2 separate regions of the Ovis aries genome follow, and region 1 is linked to region 2. The links are chromatin contacts, called in public Hi-C maps. All regions are on one chromosome and are shown on one strand. The core of a region is the stretch at or near the end of the contact, and the rest is flanking DNA. Distances in the headings are between cores, read along the strand shown. Region 1 overlaps TBC1D24 (TBC1 domain family member 24). Region 2 holds the start of LOC101115931 (ATP-binding cassette sub-family A member 17).

Region 1 (5,754 bases), core at 3,170-5,669, 160 kb after region 2:
GTGAATGTTCTTAATGCCACTGAACTGTACATTCACAAACGGTTAAAATGGTAATGTTTGTCGTGTATATTTTAACAATTAAAAAACAACAGAATTCTATAAAGCAATTATCCGTCAATAAAAAAATTTTTTAAAAACCACCATGTTAAGATACTTTCTCAAGACGTGTAGATTTTGCCTTACAGTTCTTTTCACTCAGTATTTTTAAAGTGTTGCTTGCTTTTTCTGTTTTCAGATAAATGTTCTTGATGCAAGCAAAACAGGAATACTCTGATCATTTACCGAAGATCACTGAGGCAAACAAACCTTTGTGAGATCTCCAGACAGTGCGCTGTCACAGGCAGAAAGGTTAGTCTGAGGTGCACGGTTAGTACTTCTGTGCTGAGGACAGTTGCCTCTGGCAAAAACAGCGGTAGACTTCCATCTCACTGTCCCCATGCAGCTGGAGTTTCAAATAGCACCTGTTACCCATTTTTTAAAAAAATGTCTACAGGAATCTCAATAGATGCCCCTAGTGAAGAAAGCTAAGTTGCTCAGTCGTGTCCGACTCTTTGCAACCCCATGGACTGTAGCTCACCAGGCTCCTCTGTCCATGGGATTCTCCAGGCAAGAATACTGGAGTGGGTTGCCATTTCCTTCTCCAGGGGATCTTCCCGACCCAGGGATCGAACCCAGGTCTCCCGCATTACAGGCAGATGCTTTAACTTCTGAGCCACCAGGGAAGCCCACCCATAATGGAAAGACGGTACCTAATCCCCTAATACCTCCGGCTCATTTGGTTCCAGAAATTTCTGATTCTGAAGCTGTGACACCTTCCATTTATTTCTCCACCCTCATGTCGTCTTCTCACCAGTGACTCTTCTGTGGAATGCCTGCCTGCAGCTTAGCTGCTATTTTTAGAAAGTTAAGAGCCGGTATCCAGGTTCCAGGCCAGCGACCGTGGGGCAGAGTAGGTGTGTGTCCTACTCATGACACACGGCTGGGCAGAGGCTGTGAGCCTGTGCGAGCTGGAACGCAGCATCTGGTGACCTCCTGGGGTCTTCCAGACCAGCGGCTCCTTTCAGAGGCCCCCAGGCTGCAAAGGGAAGAGTGAGGGCCAGGCGGGCCACCACCCCTGAGCAAAGAAGTGTTTACAGCTGAGTCAGCCTCTCAAAGCCTTTTCTCATGACCTAGAGCCTGTGTGACCTTTCCCAGTACCTGCAGAAGCCCTATGAAAAGAAGTTATGCTCCAGAATTCATAGTGAATTCTCAAGAATATCCACTTATCTTAAAGGGAAGCCCTACTGATAACTTTGTAGAAAGATTAAAACAGACTCTTTTTTAAAATGTAAACCTTCATGCCACGTGCGTTATTATGCATGGTTTTTAATCCTGTAGGGCATGAGATGGCAGAGAGGTTAGCCAAGAAGCCTCGGAGAGGGTGCCGGTGGATGTAGCTGCCCTTTGACCCCTCCTGCCCCCCGATCCTGGGCGCTCCCTGCACGATGCACCCCCCAGCCTACAACTGCTTTGTGGACAGAGACAAGATGGACTCAGCCATCCCAGACCTGGGGCCCAAAGAGCTGAGTTGCACAGAGCTGCAGGAGCTGAAGCAGCTGGCACGCCAGGGCTACTGGGCCCGCAGCTACGCCCTGCGGGGGCAGGTGTACCAGCGTCTGATCCGGGACATCCCCTGCCGCACAGTCACCCCTGATGCCAGCGTGTACAGAGACATCGTCGGCAAGATCGTGGGCAAGCACAGCAGCACCAGCCTGCCCCTGCCCGAGTTTGTGGACAACACGCAGGTGCCGAGCTACTGCCTGAACTCAAAGGGCGAGGGTGCTGTGCGCAAGATCCTGCTGTGCATCAGCAACCAGTTCCCCGACGTGTCCTTCTGCCCCGCGCTGCCGGCCGTCGTGGCCCTGCTGTTGCACTACAGCGCCGATGAGGCCGAGTGTTTTGAGAAGGCCTGCCGCATCCTGGCCTGCAATGACCCCAGCAGGAAGCTGGTAGACCAGAGCTTCCTAGCCTTCGAGTCTTCCTGCATGACGTTTGGGGACCTGGTGAACAAGTACTGCCAGGCGGCCCACAAGCTAATGGTGGCCGTGTCGGAGGACGTCCTGCAGGTGTACGCGGACTGGCAGCGCTGGCTCTTCGGGGAGCTGCCCCTCAGCTACTTCGCCCGTGTCTTCGACGTCTTCCTGGTGGAGGGTTACAAGGTGCTGTACCGCGTGGCACTGGCCATCCTCAAGTTCTTCCACAAAGTGAGGGCTGGGCAGCCGCTCGAGTCGGACAACGTGAAGCAGGACATACGTGCCTTCGTCAGGGACATCGCCAAGACTGTATCTCCCGAGAAACTGCTGGAGAAGGCGTTTGCCATCCGCCTCTTCTCTCGGAAGGAGATTCAGCTCCTGCAAATGGCCAATGAAAAAGCTCTGAAGCAGAAGGGCATCACCGTCAAGCAGAAGAGGTAGGCAGGCCACTGGGGCCACCTCTGGGGCCCACATGGGGTGGGGCCTGTGAGGAAGCACCCTGGGGGCTTGGGGCCTGAGCTCGTCCGGCCGGCTGGCCAGTAAGCCCTCCGTGCGCATACAGAAAACCAGCGGCCAGGAGACAGGGCCTGCCTGGCACAGCTGCAGGTGGCCAGGGCAGCTGTGGGTGCAGGGCCTGTGGCCAAGACGGAGGCTGGAGCTGACGGTGGTGCCCGTGGGCCCAGGAGGGAGCCAGGCTGGCCTCGCTGGGTTACTCTGGAGCCACTCTTGCTGCCTGCCCCTCAGCTCTGGGCTCCCGTGCTGGTGGGCCCCTGTCCCGAGCACAGCCACCTGGGAAGCCAGCCTGGGGAGGGCCCGTGTGTCCTGAGATGTCAGTGGCCACTGCTGTGCCCTGGCTGTAGGTGTGGAAACCTTTCTTGTGGGCCAAAGGCAGGCGTGTCCTGGGTGTTAGTACTTGCCACTAACGTCTCCTTGTCTGTTTTATTTTTCTGCCTCTTCTCCGTGTCCGTTGCTTCCTCCTGTTTCTCAGTGTTTCACTTTCTAAAAGGTAGGTCTGGAAACTGTGTCTCCACACCTGGCTTCTCTCTGTCTTCCGGCCCGGCTACTTGCTCTGGCTCTCAGGGCTGGCTTCAGCAGTGCTGCCCCAGAGCCTGGCTGATGTTCAGGCCCGTCTGTCTGTCTGTCTGCTGTCGGTGCTTGGCTGGCCTGGAAGCATTGTCTTGCCAGAGCTGACTCTCTCTGTCCCCGTTTCTTAGAGAAAGGGGGCTTCCGTTCCCGCCCCCAGGCTGGGTGCTCTCCCCTCGGTAGCAGGGTGGGAGCAGGACTCCAGGGCCGTTCTACCCCGTGCCCTCCTGAGGGCCCCTAGGACCAGGCTCTGACCTGGCTCCACAGGTAAGAAGCTCCCTCCAGGCTGAGCTCCCATGAGAGGCTCTCCCCTCCCGGGAGGGGTCGGGGTGCATGGCCGGGGCTGGGGCTGCAGCTCTGCTCTGACCTCTGCTCACTCCCGCAGGCAGTTCGTGCACCTGGCCGTTCATGCGGACAGCTTCCACTCGGAGATCGTCGGTGTGAAGGAGATGAGAGACATCTGGTCTTGGGTCCCCGAGCGGTTCGCCCTCTGCCAGCCCCTGCTGCTCTTCTCCTCGCTACAGCATGGGTACAGCCTGGCCAGGTAGCGCCCTGGAGGAGGGCCTGGGCCCGCCCCCTCTAGCTGCCGAGGTCTGGACTCCTAGGGCCAGGCGGAGCAGGAGGCGTGGGGTTGCCCAGCTCCTCAACCTGCCCTCACATCCTGAAGGTCCCGGTCGGGCTGGACCCAGGCCTGCGGACGCAGGCACCTGGGCAAGGCCCTGCCTCTTCCTGGGGCCTAGACTTGGGAGCTCCTTTTCTGAGCATCGCTCACTCCAGGGCCACCCCTGTTGCAGCAGTCAGGGTTAGAGCCTCTGTGGCACACGCAGGGCTCCACGGCCTCACTCAGGCGTGGCGGTCAGGAGCAGACTCCCCGCCCCGAGCTTACAGAACGTCAGGACGGCTCGAGGCGGCCGGCCTTGGGGACTGCTCTTCCGCCCCCGTGTCACCAGTCCATACCAGGTCCGTCTTGGCCCTGTGGGCTATGCTGGGCCCTGGCCAGTGTCCAGGGGATTCTGGCAGGCTTCTCCCGAGGCACCCCGTCTCTCTGGGGTGCTCTGCCAGGTGCGGCCCTGAGAGCCTCAGGTGGCTTCTGACTTTTGCTCTGCCTTGGGTCAAGGGCAGTGCAGACAGAGGGGCCCAGCCCATATGACGGGCACCGTAGAGTGCCACCTGCACATTCTGGCATAGCTAGCAACCCCTCTGTGGTGTGGGAGGCCCACAGAGGGACGCTAGCCAAACCCTGGACACTTGCGCCGGCACAGCAGTGGCCTCAGGCCTCCTCCTGGCTCCCTGGTGCTGCCAGCGCCCGAGAACGCTCTGAGCTTTCCCGGAGCACAGACCTGTTCCTCTGGTTCTGGCTTCCCCAAAGCACTTGGCGGGTGGCTATGTGCTAGAGGCCGTCTGCCCTGCCGCTTCTCCTCCGGGCATATCAGGGCAGAATGTCCAGGGCTCTGACCGCTTGGCCTGCGGCCTCCTGGCTGGGGCTCCCTGTTGGCAGAAGCGCCCAAGCCTAGGTGTTGCCATCTAAGCCGTGTGCCTGGTTCCTGGGAGAGGAGGACGGGCAAGTGTCAGGTCCGTCCGCCCTGGGCAGCCAGGGTCAGCAGCGGCTTGAGGGAGGCAGCCAGGGAGGGGGGCAGAGGCGGGCACTGCTGTCAGACTGGCAAGGGGATTCTCTGCCCCCAGGTTCTACTTCCAGTGCGAAGGACGAGAGCCCACTGTCCTGCTGATCAAAACTACGCAGAAGGAGGTAAGGACCAGCCAGGGTGACCCTGGCCCCTGGACTTTGGGGAGGGTGGGTGTTCCCTCATAGCCCCCACCCAGGTTTCCTGGGCTTAGGGGTACAGAGCAGGGCTTGCCCTCTACAGAGAGGTAAATCTAGCCTCCTCACATGACCCCCCAAGTTCCCAGGGCCTCCCTATTTCCCCGGGGGTCCAGACCCCCAGCCTGACTGGCCCGGCAGTCTAGAGGAGCTTTGCAGAAATGCCAGGTGAGCAAGGCCCACGCCCTCCTGCAGCAGTCTGCCGGCGCCTTCCCCTCCTCCACCCCAGCAGGTAGTTCTCAGAGCCTTGTTCTCTGCAGTGGCTGTCGTCTGGAACATACTAAGGGTGTCTAGAAAAGTGAGCGCCTCCGTCCTGGCGCGTCTGCGTGCGGTGGTGGCTCCCAGACGCCCAGCTGCACCTGCAGGACTGTCTCCTCAGCCTCAGACCCTGCGTCCGGCTCCCAGGAGGAGCCCGGGAGTCTGTGACAGCAGGTGGCCCGAGTGTCAGACACCTCCGTCACCACTCGGAGGGGTGACTCTAATGGTGAAATAAAGCACTTTGCTGGCTGATAGGAGGCCTGGGAAGTGTTTCTTGAGCAGGTGCCTCCTGGAAGCTTTCATCTGAGGGGCCTCCCGGGGCTGATGCCCATAGTCAGAGTGTGGACACGGGCTTGTCTCCAGGCTTCTGGGCCCAGGTGGGAAATGGAAATATCCCAGGAGCCATCAGCGGGCAAGGCAGCCTCCATACCTGAGCCCTGCCAGGCGCCCCTAACACACTCTGACCTTCCCGTGCCCCATTCAGCCCTGGCCCTCCAGTGGTCAGGGTGTGGGGCTGTGGCTGAGCCTCAGCTCTCAGCTGCCCTGAGCGCTGGGGGGCTCCCGTGGGCGCGCCAGGTGCAG
Region 2 (5,681 bases), core at 353-2,852:
CGTCCGACTCTGTGCGGTAAACACAAATTCATGCCAAATACAGACTGATCATGGGCACCAAGGCTGTTGAAGGCCCTTCCACCTAGACCAGGAGGTCCTCTTCCTTCGGTTCCCCACACAACTCCCACCACTAACAGTGGACCACTGGACCCCCACCCCGAGGCTCATGAGAAGGAGGGTTGGAGAGCAGGGCGGACTCCGATACGAGAATGCATTCCCACCCACACTGGGAATCTCTGCACCGAGAGATGAGGCAGCAGCATCCTTGGCGGCCCTGCCTCGGCTCCCCGGCCAGGGATGCTGCATGGCTTTCGCAGCAAGTGCTCAAACTGTCTGCCGGGTAAAGGCCAGCGGTTCTTAAGGTATGAAACGTCTGTCCACCCTCCTTGGCTCGGCACAATGGATTCCGCAGAGGTTCTAGTTCCGGGAAGGTTAAGTTTCTCCTAGGGGAGCGGCTTTGGGCAGCTGCCTGCGGGGATGGGGACACGCCCAGAGCTCTCGCCGAGGGGCAGCCTGAGTCAGGGCGGCCTGGCATTGCCGGGAGATGCACCTGCTGGCCCGGCGCCGGAGGCCGGTGGCAGGGCAGGGGCGCGGCGGGCTCGCAGGAGCGGCCGGGTGCCCGGACCGGGACGGGGACGGCCGGGGGGACGAAGGGCGTCCCGGGCGGGGAAGTGGCCCCCAAGCCAAGAGCCCTGCGAGCCAGCTCGCGCGAGATGCGGGTCCTGGCTGCACTCACCGACCCTCAGCGCCTGGGCGACGGCGGCCAGCGCTACCCTCTCGCGGGGTCCCCTCCCTCGGCTCCCGGCTCCGCTCTTGCCTCGCGGCGGCGATCGCTGCTGACAGCTGCCGGGCCGCCGCGGCGGGGAGGGGGCGCCTGCGACCAGCGTCGGGCTGAGGACCTGGTCGCCCCGGGTCCTGCAGGGGGCGCGCCGGCCGGCTCGCGCATGCGCAGCAGGTCGCCCCTGCGGGTGTCGGACCCGCCCCGGGGAAGCCCCGCCCCGACCCGCCCAGGCCCCGCTCAGTTCGCGCCTGCGCAGTGTTCCGCGCGTCCGCGACACGGTCGGCAGGGGGCGCGCGACGCGGGAGCCTGGGTGCGGGGTCCACCCGTGAGGAGAACCGCGTGGTCCACATGATTTCCAGGCAGCTGAAGTAGTCGTTGCCCGACTTCTGGCTTTCCTGGCCATCCTCCATTTCTTCTCCAGCACGGTCTTTCGTTGAGCTCTGGGCCTCTTCTCCCGACGCTAGAAGGGTGCTTTGCCACCATGGGCCTGGCGAGGAGACGGCTAGGCAAACGAGGCCCTGGGGAACATGGAGGGCGTGGAAATTTCTAGAAAACGGCCGTGGGGTCGGTAGGACGGCCCAGACTTCCCGGGTGTGGCGTTAGTGCCAGGGTCAATTAATGGGGTAGCGAGGCCTCGAGGGTCACCTCAGGCAGGAGGGTCGAGAGTCAGAGCCAGGGTCACCTCAGGAGGGAAGCCGAGAGAGTCGTGAGGATGGGTTAGGGGTCACCTTGGACGGGAGGGTCCCGAGGCCCGGCCGGGGTCACTGGGGGCGGAGGGGCTCGAGGAGGGGACGGCGCGGGGCCAACAGTCGCCGGGGGCTGGCTACTCGGCTCCTGACTGCCCGAGTCGTGAGCGCGGCCAGCGGCGCGTCGATTCCGAGGATCCTCCCGCGGCCCAACGTCCGCCTGCCGCAGGCTGCCTGGCTGCCCTTGGCTGGGCCTCGGGCGGCTCTTGGCGGAGGTCGCTGAGCCCGGACGCCGCCTGCTGACCAGCCGGGCTCCTGCCTACTCCGAGTGCGTCCCTGGGATGCGGACACGACCCTCTGAACCGTAAAGTAATGACCCGTGGCGGGAGCTTACTTCTGCCCCCAGACTCTTAATGGATTAGCGATGGAGCATCACAGAGCCCCGCGTCTTTACTTCGGAACTTATTTCACTCTCTGAAATGGTGTTATTTACTTGTTTGCCGTTCTTCTGTCTCTCTCACCAGAAGGTGGGCTCCAAGAGGGACGTTGTTTATAGTTCATGGCGACATCCTAGGGTCCCGGCACAGAGGAGGCATTTGATAAATATTTATTGAATGAAAAAGCCACAACGACCTGGCTTCAGATCTTGCCCGGATTCCCTAACTAGTGCAGGCCTGGCATTTAAAGTTCGTGAACCTCAATTTCCTATTCCTGCAATTAAAATGATAATACCAAACTCAAAGGTATTTAGTATTTCAAAATGAAATGGGAAAAACCATAAGTGCTGATTGCAATGCCCTGGGATCTGCAAGCAGAATATAACTAGAGATTTAATCTATACTGGTCTCTGTAATGAGTATTCAAAAAAAAATTGAACGCAATTACTGAATGAGTGGATTATTAATGTCACAAACATCTTAAAAATTGTCTCTCCCATCTTTCCTTGTATACTGGGCCCCTTCCCTCACAATGAAAGTATGGGGAAAAGCTCTGTGAACCTGGATGACTAGTCCTTCTCTTCACCCTGCTTCTCTTCCTTAATCTTTTTTTTATTTCAAGAACCAATTCTTCCCATTTCTAACTTAAGTTGGTTACTCCATGAGTTTTTTCAACCCCTTTCTAAACCTGATCACAGTTTTGCATAACCAAGTCCAGAAACAGAACTGGCTGACTCAGAATTTCCCTTTTATGGTTGGGGCTACAAGAAGAATGATCTTGTGGATCAAGGCAGAAAACTGCAGAGAGTTCTATATCTTTGTTCTTAATCATGTTAGGGTGCCTGCTATTGTAATTATTATCAATTTTCATAATCATGAACTGGGAGGGTGTGAAGGTCACTGGCAAAGGCATATTGTCACATGTAAAGATTCCAGGCTCTGGACTCCCAGTTTGCAAGCAGCTGCCAAATGGACTCTTGACTCACTTCAACCATCACTAAGGGCTTCCCAGGTGGCGCTAGTGGTAAAGAATCCATCTGCTAATGCGGGAGACCCAGGAGACTGGGACTCAATTCCTGGGTTGGGAAGATCCCCCAGAGGAGGAAATATTGGCAACCACTCCAGTATTCTTGCCTGGAAACTTCCAGGTACAGTGGAGCCTGGAGGGCTACAGTCCATGGGGTCACAGAGTTGGACACAACTAAACATGCATGTGTGTGCACACACACACACACACACACACACACACACATCCCCCAATCACTGAAAATTCCACCAGCCTTCTGCGGAAGGCCCGCTAAAAAAGCAAGGCTAACCTAAATGCTCCATCTAGTCTTTGTCCATTGGGAGATCCATATAATGGTCATCAAAGTACATAATAGAGCTGAGACCAGAACCCAGGTGTTCAGGTTCTTGAGCTCTTTAATACACTCTGGTATGTGAATTAGTCACATTCATATACCATGGATATATGCCTAAAAGTTATATGATAAACTTCTTTGGGTTCGTATGGCTCAGACATTGCTCAAGATTGATGGAAAATGCTAAAGTGGATAGTGACACTCATAATCAAATCTTGTGGCTTTACAAGCATCAGTAAGCCTAGTCATCATAATAGCTGGCTGACATATAGTGGGGCTTCCCAGGTGGCTCAGTGGGAAATAATTTGCCTGCCAGTGCAGGAGACACAGAGATGCAAATTTGATCCCTGAGTCGGGAAGATCGCCTGGAGGAAGAAATGGCAACCCACTTCAGTATTCTCGCCTGGAAAATCCCATGGACAGAGGAGTCTGACAGGCTATAGTTCACAGAGTTGCAAAGAGTCGGACAGGACTGTGTGACTGAGCATACACGCAGGACATATATAGTAATATATGTATATATACTGTATACATTTTTAAAATGAAAGCAGTATTGTAGCTCTATTTCATTTGAGGGGCACAAATAGTATCTATGTATCTACATATGCTTACATATGTGTCTTTTTATACAGTAGTTCAGTTCAATTTGGTTCAGGCCTCCCTGTCCATCACAAACACCCGGAATCCACCCAAACGCATGTCCATTGAGTCAGTGATGCCATCCAACTGTCTCATCCTCTGTCATCCCCTTCTCCTCCTGCCCTCACTCTTTCCCAGCATCAGGGTCTTCTCAAATGAGTCAGCTCTTTGCATCAGGTGGCCAAAGTACTGGAGTGCAGCTTCAACATCAGTCCTTCCAAAGAACACCCAGGACTGATCTCCTTTAGGATCGACTGGTTGGATCTCCTTGCAGTCCAAGGGACTCTCAAGAGTCTTCTCCAACACCACAGTTCAAAAGCATCAATTCTTCGGCACTCAGCTTGCTTTATAGTCCAACTCTCACATCCATACATGACCACTGGAAAAACCATAACCTTGACTAGATGGACCTTTGTTGGCAAAGTAATATCTCTGCTTTTGAATATGCTATCTAGGTTGGCCATAACTTTCCTTCCAAGGAGTAAGCGTCTTTTAATTTCATGGCTGCAATCACCATCTGCAGTGATCTTAGAGCCCAGAAATATAAAATCAGCCACTCTTTTCACTGTTTCCCTGTCTATTTGCCATGAAGTGATGGGACCAGATGCCAGGATCTTCGTTTTCTGAATGTTGAGCTTTAAGCCAACTTTTTCACTCTCCTCTTTCACTTTCAAGAGGCTTTTTAGTTCCTCTTCACTTTCTGCCATAAGGGTGGTGTCATCTGCATATCTGAAGTTATTGATATTTCTCCCGGCAATCTTGATTCCAGCTTGTGCTTTCTCCAGCCCAGCGTTTCTCATGATGTACCCTGCATATAAGTTAAATAAGCAGGGTGACAATATACAGCCTTGACATACTCCTTTTCCTATTTGGAACCAGTCTGTTGTTCCATGTCCAGTTCTAACTGTTGCTTCCTGACCTGCATACAGGTTTCTCAAGAGGCAGGTCAGGTGGTCTGGTATTCCCATCTCTTTCAGAATTTTCCAGCTTATTGTGATCCACACAGTCAAAGGCTTTGGCATAGTCAATAAAGCAGAAATAGATGTTTTTCTGGAACTCTCTTTTTCAATGATCAGCGGATGTTGACAATTTGAGTTCCTCTGCGTTTTCTAAAACCAGCTTGAACATCTGGACGTTCAGGGATCACGTACTGCTGAAGCCTGGCTTGGAGAATTTTGAGCATCACTTTACTAGTGTATGCAGTAGTTACTGACATTCAATGCAGAATTTTAGAATAGGGCTTCTCCAGTTGTTTCCAGAGGACTATGTTATGACTGGGGGATGCCTTCTAGACCAAGGGCTGTACACGTACTCCTTAATTCAGTGACTGAGAGGCATTAATTTGTAGTGGTTAAAACTGGTCATGGGCTCTGGCCACACAGTGTTGAAATGAAGCCCGGATCTTAATGTCTTAACTCTTCTCTGCCTTGATTTCCATGTATAAAATGAGAATGATGATACAGTACCCACTTCATAGGATTGTTATGAGTATTCAATGTATCAAAACATAAAATACTTTAAAAAGTGCTTTACAGGTCAATTTTCAATTTTGGGGAGATTATGAGTAAAGCCTTTTATAATCATTTGTGACAGATTCTTGTGTAAAAAGAAAATTTTTACATTTGAAAATAAAAATTTTCAGTTTGGGGGGTAAAAACTTAAGAATGGGATTATTGGATGGCATGGAAGTGTATGTTTAGCTTTATAAAAAAAAAAAACCAACGTATTTTCCCAAATGGCTCTACCAATTTGCATTGACACTGGCTCTGTATAAGAG

Evidence for each region. Hi-C and Micro-C count contacts between places; a contact is called where the count stands out from the background.
Region 1: a Hi-C map of liver shows a contact between it and region 2, with 5 times the contacts expected there. The contact joins the enhancer-like site here to the promoter of LOC101115931 in region 2. A contact is called at or near these places in 8 of 16 Hi-C or Micro-C datasets (blood, hypothalamus, liver and 3 more).

The regions. Positions count from the first base shown.
Region 1 is chr24:2,508,237-2,513,990 of ARS-UI_Ramb_v3.0, forward strand. It overlaps TBC1D24 (TBC1 domain family member 24), which reads left to right. Exons shown (of 8, transcript XM_060406176.1): 2 at 1,378-2,449; 3 at 3,481-3,639; 4 at 4,779-4,842. The coding sequence starts at 1,485. Among named protein-coding and RNA genes, the nearest start is that of ATP6V0C, 14 kb to the right of the region's middle. Within about 2 kb of position 4,420, at least 6 of the 54 cell types and tissues checked have an H3K27ac peak or open chromatin away from gene starts, as enhancers often do. A contact at or near this core is called in liver and muscle, where this site is marked.
Region 2 is chr24:2,354,246-2,359,926 of ARS-UI_Ramb_v3.0, forward strand. LOC101115931 (ATP-binding cassette sub-family A member 17) reads left to right here and starts at 1,603. Exons shown (of 30, transcript XM_027961952.3): 1 at 1,603-5,681. ABCA3 (ATP binding cassette subfamily A member 3) reads right to left here and starts at 901. Exons shown (of 34, transcript XM_060406305.1): 1 at 737-901.